Linked DNA regions of Ovis aries: region 1 is linked to region 2. The links are chromatin contacts, called in public Hi-C maps. All regions are on one chromosome and are shown on one strand. Each heading gives the region's core, a stretch centred on a gene start, on an enhancer-like site or on the middle of the called end of the contact. The rest is flanking DNA. Distances are from core to core; before and after follow the strand shown. Region 1 overlaps SMYD4 (SET and MYND domain containing 4). Region 2 holds the start of WDR81 (WD repeat domain 81).

What was found. Hi-C and Micro-C count contacts between places; a contact is called where the count stands out from the background.
Region 1: a Hi-C map of liver shows a contact between it and region 2, with 3 times the contacts expected there. The contact joins the enhancer-like site here to the promoter of WDR81 in region 2. A contact is called at or near these places in 5 of 16 Hi-C or Micro-C datasets (hypothalamus, liver, mixed tissues and 1 more).

What each region holds. Positions count from the first base shown.
Region 1 is chr11:22,753,644-22,757,247 of ARS-UI_Ramb_v3.0, reverse strand. SMYD4 (SET and MYND domain containing 4) reads left to right here. Exons shown (of 11, transcript XM_012185460.4): 8 at 1,037-1,169; 9 at 2,005-2,121; 10 at 2,326-2,449. Among named protein-coding and RNA genes, the nearest start is that of SERPINF1, 16 kb to the right of the region's middle. Within about 2 kb of position 1,322, at least 4 of the 54 cell types and tissues checked have an H3K27ac peak or open chromatin away from gene starts, as enhancers often do.
Region 2 is chr11:22,709,391-22,713,024 of ARS-UI_Ramb_v3.0, reverse strand. WDR81 (WD repeat domain 81) reads right to left here and starts at 1,799. Exons shown (of 10, transcript XM_027975144.3): 1 at 1-1,799. The coding sequence starts at 1,528. It overlaps LOC121820574 (a long non-coding RNA gene), which reads left to right and starts at 1,268. Exons shown (of 2, transcript XR_006061133.2): 1 at 1,268-1,490; 2 at 2,295-3,458.

The DNA.
Region 1 (3,604 bases), core at 73-2,572, 45 kb before region 2:
GAGCAGAAAATCCCACCTAAACTGAGTCGGGGTTGCTCCAGTAAATGACGAGGAATCCCAGGTTAAGGGTGCTTCAAATACACTGTAGTCTAGGAGTTCAGGAAGTGTCACCAAGACCCAGTTTTTCTTTCTGCCCCATTAGCTCCATTTTCTCTGTTATTTAGCCCAGTCTCAAAGAGACTTCCTCCTTGCAGTGGCCGGATGGCTGCCTTTAGCTCCAGCCTCAGACCCTCCCAGTCCAGAAGGATAAAAACATACATAGACTCTAACAAAGATCTGGGCAAAAATCATACTGCGTTTCATCAACCCAATACCTGTGGCTGGCAGGAAATCAGAGGCACAGAGTTTCCCTCCAGCCATTTGGGCCAGAGGGATGGGCCATATCAGGGCTGCCTGCTCCCCGCTCAGCTCCCAGGCACTGACTGAGGAAGGATGAGAAAGGACCCTCAGGAGAAATCATGGTGCTCTTGCCAGATGGAGCCACGGATTCTGGCATCTGAAAAACGGCAAATGTCTTAGGGGACCTGTAGGTAGAACGTGGAACTGGTTGTATTGGAAAGCTGAAGTCACAACAAGCCCAGCATCAAATGTGGGGAGGCCTCACCCAGCACCTTTTCCTGTTGGTTTCCTTGTGGCTTTTTCATAACCCCTGGAAATATGTCTGTCATCCAAAGTCCTAGCCCCAGAGAGAAGTAAGAGAAACTATAGAAGCCGGGTGGGCTACATTTCATGGTGTTGCAAAGAGACACGACTGAGCGACTAACACACAACACAGTGCCAATGTGGAAAGAGACTGTGGTCTGTACCAGTTTTAATTTGGTTGCAGAAGCTAAATCTCACACCATGCTCAGCTCCTGCTTCCGCTAAAGTTGCTGCCATCAAACCAAATCCAGATTCGGTCCCCCTTGGTCGTTGTGGTTACGGCAGGAGTCTCCTTCCCCCACAGGGTCAGAAGTTCTGGAGTGATGCTGTAGGGTAAGCACATACAGTGTCACCAGCTGACTCTGGTCAATAAAGAGAACACTGACTTCCGCAGGGAGACGATGTTCTGAGCTGCAGCGGCCCAGCTTGTACGGAATCAGTTGGCAGAGACCTCTTGGTCTCCCGGCTACAGGACCTTCAGCAACAGGTGGGGGCGGCCCAGAAGCATCTCAGAAACGGCAGACTAGGTGAGACTGGCTCCCTGCTTCGGTCCTCCAGCCCCTTCCCTTTTATTCAGTCTGAGTTCACCTTGATCTCAAGGATACTCGGTGAAGATTGAAGCGTTGAATTTAATTATCCCCCTGCCAGCCACAAGATGGCTATGTAGGCCAGTGAGACCAAACCCTTACCAGCTCAATTTGCATGATGTCCTTGAAAAAGGGCCAACTGATTTAAGCTGTTGTTCCTTAGGCATCAGAGAGTTAGTTAAAGACTAACGGGTTATCTCTGACATCCGTAATCTTTGTGCATATCCAGAAGCTCAATGTCACTTATTTAAGTTGTAGAGCCTCGTGACCTTATTTCCTAGAGAAACTGTTCTGCACTCATCAGAGCCTACCTCTCTTCTACAGAGCAGTGGGGCATGTGCCCAGTGAGTTTAAGTATCCTGCTTTTTCCAGAAAGGGAGTTACAAAACCCTTCATTACCCTGGAAAGCTCTGCCTTGGGGCTTGACGTCATGGGAATTTATTTACCCTACTTTTTATGAAAGTTGACCCTGCTGCTTAGATTTCTGAGTCAAGAGAAGTAACGACCGTACATGAAACGTAGCCATCCCATTTCAAACTGAATTTGGAAACCCAGAGCACGTGTGGGGAGGCCTCACCCAGCACCTTGTGCTGTTGAAAGAGAAAACATAAGAGAGCAGCTTTACTGGACCCAACATTACGGGTTGATCACAACCCAGGGAGACAAAGTGGGATTTCCACATTCAGGCCCACCCATAGAGGATTTAAGGGCTGGAATCTCATTTCTAAGACTGGATCTGTGTCTGTAATGAGTCCACTTTCCTTTGAGTTGATAGAGCTAGCCATTCAGCTGTTGCTGGGGTGTCAGAGTGATGCCGAGAGCTTCCTGTCTGCGGAACACAGCGTGGTGGGAGAAATCGAGGACGCCTTGGCCCAGGCCTATGCTGCCTTAGGTATGGCCTGTGACTGTATCTTCCGCTCCGAGGAGTGAGCCTGCCTTGTGTGTGCGGTCGTGACCTTGGCCTTATCTGGTTGGGTCTCTCTCAGTCTTTCATCTGAGGCTGCTCTCCCTTCCATTCAGCTTTCCTTTCCCAGAACAAGTTCATCCACAGCTGACTGTGGTTCTCGTCCGGATCCAGATCTTCCTCTCTTTGCAGGGGACTGGGAGAAGTCAGCGACCCACCTGCAGAAGAGTCTCCAAGTGGTGGAGGTCCACCACGGGCCATCCAGTGTGGAGATGGGCCATGAGCTCTTCAAACTGGCCCAAGTCTTCTTCAATGGGTAAGTCTTGTTTCCTAGCACTTTGCCAGGCCACATACTGATTTTATACTAGGCTCTCCCGTGTGTTCCTTTTTGCTCCCACAGCGTCCACTGCTCTTAGAAGAGAGATGAGCCTCTGATGAGGGCTAAACAGTTTCTCTAGGAAATTAGGTCACGAGGCCCCTGGAATGAAGATAAAGTGAAACGTCTTTATTTCCCCTTTAGGAGTGATCCCTTCCTTCTGTCCTGCTGACACATTTGTCGCTTTTGAATTTCCTCCTGGGAGATAAGGGAAGCTCTTAGCTCTGAAGGGAGTTTCCCAGGGAGAAGTTGCCTCAGGCTCCCCCTACCCCGTGCTCACAGCAGCTCTTAGCCATTCTTCTCAGCCCCCTCCCTCCCTCAGTGCTCATCCTCAGCACCCTCAGCTCCAGGCCCTCCTCCTTCTTCCTGGTTCTATTCTTTTTAAAGCAGTTATAATCAAGCACGCGTCTTCTTGCTCCTCAGGAGACGTCTGGCAATGTCTGAAGACACGTTTTTAATTGTTAGGACTCGGGGTAGAGGCCAGAGGTACTGTTAAACATCCGACAGTGCACGAGAGGGCAGCATCTCGACCCCCAGCTAAGAATTATCTGGCCCCAGAATGTCAATATCGTCAAGGTTGAGAAACCCAGAGTTAAAAGTTGAAAGAACAGTAGAGTTGGTGAGTTGATGGCCTCATCCACTTTTGTAACTGGGATCATTAGGAGGCCCTACTGTCAGTATTTCTGGATGGAATACATCCAGCCTTGATAAAGCTGCCGTTGGTGTGGTGAAATGTTTGAATCCGTCCTGGGACTGTGTGGTGGGTGAGCCTGACACCCAAGACATAGAGGCAGCCCATTCGGTCAGAGAGAGGACAAAGAGCTGCAGAATCAGGTCACAGACGGACTTGGTGTCTCTTGAGACAAAGACTCCTGAGTTAACCTCGAGTAAATATAGGACCCTGTGGTCACAAAGACTCGGACTTGACTTAGCAACTGAACAACACAAAAATATCGGATGAGTGCTTTGAGACCTGCCCGTCTCTCAGTATCCTGGAATCTTTGTACATTTTTTGTAACTTTCATTTCAAACTCTACCTTTCAGTGTGTTTTTAGAGTCTTATCTGCCCTTCTAGACTATAAGGTTCTTGAAAAC
Region 2 (3,634 bases), core at 550-3,049:
CAGGCATGTCGGGGTGGATGGAGCAGAAGATGGAGGGGTCGGTGTAGAACTCAGGAATGCACTCATCTGGAGTCCAGCTCTGCATCCGCTCCATGCTGGCCGGGTACTCGTGGGGCTCCCACTGCGCCCGCACGTGTCCGCAGAGCACCGACCGGGGTGTGCGCCGGGCCTTGTACACGTAGTAGGTGATGTCAGAAAGCACGTCGGAGATGTGGTGAGGGACGTGAGGTGGCTCCCCGCCGCCTGCGCCTCCTGCCACAAACGCCTGCCGGGTCATCTCATATGTGAAGTCCAGCTGCTTATCCCCCTTGTTGAGGCGGAACTTGGACTTGCGCAGGTCTCGGAAGCGCCCACGAGGCACGGTGAAGTCGACCACCCAGGGCAGCACCGGATGGTAGTTGGGGTCCCCCTGCCGCCGACCCGCCAACCGATTCAGTTGCATGAGGTAGTGGAAGTTGCTGATGCGGCCGTGGACCCAGTCTAACACAAGGCCCCTGAGCTCCTCCTGGCATGTGGGACACCCAGGTCCCCGTCTTCCCTCCTCGCCAGGCTCGACACCTGCCCTATTTCTTGCTTCCTGGGTCTCCTCATCCCCCGCCTCCTCGGGCCTCTCATAAGCACTCAGGTCCAGGCGGAGCTCGCTGCAAAGTTTCTCATCCACGGCAATGTGGTGCAAAGACAGGGCCCCGCAGGCCAGTCCCTGCTGGTGACAGGCATCCATGGCCCTCAGCACACGGAAGAGAATGAAGAGCACCTTGGCTTGGCTGTTGGTCAGCTTGGCGGGGCTGAAGGTGACCACATCGTGCAGGGAGAACTGCACATACGGGTGCACCACGTAGAGCATCTCCGGGGACTCCAACAGAGCCTCCGCTCTCAGAAGACTGGGAGAGGCAGGGCAGCCCCGAGGGGCACAGGGGCCTTCTCTGGCATATGAGGGGCACTGCGCAGCTTCGCCCAGTGGCAGGAAAGGGCAACCATAGACCCTCTGCAGAGCCTGTCGCACTGAATCCAGGGCAGGGACAGCTGCGGGGGCAGGGCTATGACTGTAGGGCTGCCCGTAAGTGTGATACGCGTGGCGCCACAGGTTGCGATAATTCTGGGCAGCCACATCCTGCATGAAGCGAGTGAGGGTCTCCGGGGTGCCGGATCCCTCCTCAAAAGCCAGGCCGCCCAGCGGGTAGGAGAGCCTTCGTTTCCGCAGCCCGTGCACCTCGACTCTAGTCCAGCCGGCAGGCAGCCTCTGCACGGAGCGTTGCAAGAGAGTCCTGACTTCCGCTTCGCTCAGGCCTTCGGCGCGCGGACAGGGTCCCGGGGGCAGCCTGCGCTCGCGGAGGCTGGCCAGCCAGCGCGCGGGCACCAGAGCTACCACGTGTGCACCCCCCGGGGCCGGAGCCAGCTGCCGGGCATCGATGCTCAGGTCCTTCTCCACGCTCCGGAGCAGCTCCTCCATGTCGGGGCTCGGGGGCGGTGACCAGCCCTCCGCCTTGGCGGTAAGCGCGACTTCCCGCCCCCTGCTCCCCAGGGCCATCCCCTCTTGGCCGCCTGGGGGCAGCGCGGGGCTGAGCCCTGCCACAGCCCCCCTCGCCTCGGCTTCCCGGATGCCAGATGGGTAGGGGTAGGCGAGGGACTGGGGCTGGGGCGGAGGAGGCGGGGATGGGCCGGGGATAGAGGGGGGCCGCGGGGGAGCTCTTACCCCTCCGCAGGGTCCTGCGCTCCAGGCACGGCCGGGCGGGGGCTGAGGGGCGCCAACGCCAGGCTCCACCGCCAGGCTCCACCGTGACGGGTCAGCTGACGCTGCTCACGTGATCGCCCGGTACGGAAACAACCGCACGTGGCTCGACTGAACCCGGGAACCCCGCCTCCTCTAGGCCGCGCCACCGCCCGCCGGCCTCTCCTTCCCCGCACCCTGCTAGGCCTGGTGGCAGCTTCGCTTCCTCCCGGGCTGAATCGGGCAGGGGTGGGGGCTATGAGCGGCCCACGAGACTTCCCTTTCCCTCCTTACTTCTTCCTTCAAGCGCTGGGACGCAGACCTATGGAGGGTTTCCCTTAGAGAGGGCAGCCTCAGGTGATCACCCCCGCCGCCGCCGCCGCCACAACCACCTCGCTCTGGTTTTACCGATAAGAAACCTGAAGCAGAGCTGGGACTTTTCACATTAAGTCCCTTCACCGCCTCCAAGCTGCCTTCCAAAAGAAAGAGCTTTTAATTTTCCAAAGTTTCAGCGGTAACATTCCATTTGGCCCTGGCAACACTCAGTGATTTAGGAAGGGCGGTTATTATTGTTCATATTTTACAGGTAAAAAACCAAGAACCTCTGAAGAGGCTTGTCCAAATGGCAGCATGGAAACTCACCAAACTGGGGCACAGATCTGCTCTGGAGTCCTCCCCACTGACAGCTCTTTAAAGGCTTTTTTTTTTTTTTTTTAAATAATAAAAATTCTGGGCAATCTTGGGGAGAGAAGTTGAAGGCTGAAAAGCCAGGATGGAAATGTTCCCCCAAGACTTCCTGTTGAAGATCTGTCTCTGCTGTGTGACAGAGCCTGCCTGCTGTTGTCAGAGCCTTGCAGATGCCACGGTGGCTGGGGGGAAGGTGCAACATGGCAGGGAGCAGAAACCAGCGAGCTGGCGCCAGAATTACAGGACTCCTTCAAGACGTCTGGATTCTGACTCATTTGTGGGATTGACAGGCCATTGTCTTCAGCGAGACATCAGTATCTATTTTTCCAGTCCCACTCCTAGAAGGAGAGTTTGCCTCATGTAGGAGTCTGGTGTGGAGGTGTGGGAGCTCCATAAAGGCACTTAAGAAAAAAAATAAAGTCCTAATTAGAGAGGAACAGGGATGGCTCAGCCATAATTTGATTTCATCTGTATCCTTCTTGAAAAAGGCAGCTAGAACCGCTGATGTGCTTGGTCACATGACCTTGAGCGATAATAACTTAACAGCCACCACTTACAGAGCACTGATCAGGAGCCAGGCATCTTGCTAAGCAGTTTGCATACTTTAAATTCTCACCACAACCCTTTTTAAGAGGATAGTTTTAGATCCGTTTTAGGATGAGGAAGCTAAGTAATTTGCTTAGGTCCCATAACTAGGAAGTGGTAGAACCAGGATTCAAATCTAGGCCTGGCTCATTCTAAAACCAATGTTCTTTGTACTCCTTGGCCAAGTACTATTTTGTTTTTAATTTAAAAAAAAAAAAATTGGCCATGCCCTGTGGTATGTGGGCTCTCAGTTCCCCAACCAGGGTTGGAACCTGTGTTCCCTGCAGTAGGAGAGAGTTAACCACTAGATCTCCAGAGAAATCCCTTGTTTTGTTTTTTAAATTTTATTGGAATATAGTTGACTTGCAGTGTTGTGTTAGTTTCAAGTGTACAGCAAAGTGATTCAGTTATATATATATACATATATTTATTCTTTTTCAGATACTTTTCATATAAGTTATTACAGAATACTGAGTTCCATGTGCTGTATGGTAGGTCTCTGTTTGTTATCTGTTTTTTATATAGTAGTGTGTGTGTGTGTTAATCCCAAGCTCCTAATTTGTCCCTCCCTCACTGTTTTCCCTGTGGTAACCATCGTGCCGTATTGTTTTTTTTTTCACCTGGGAAATTATGTGTTCTTAACAATCTTGTATT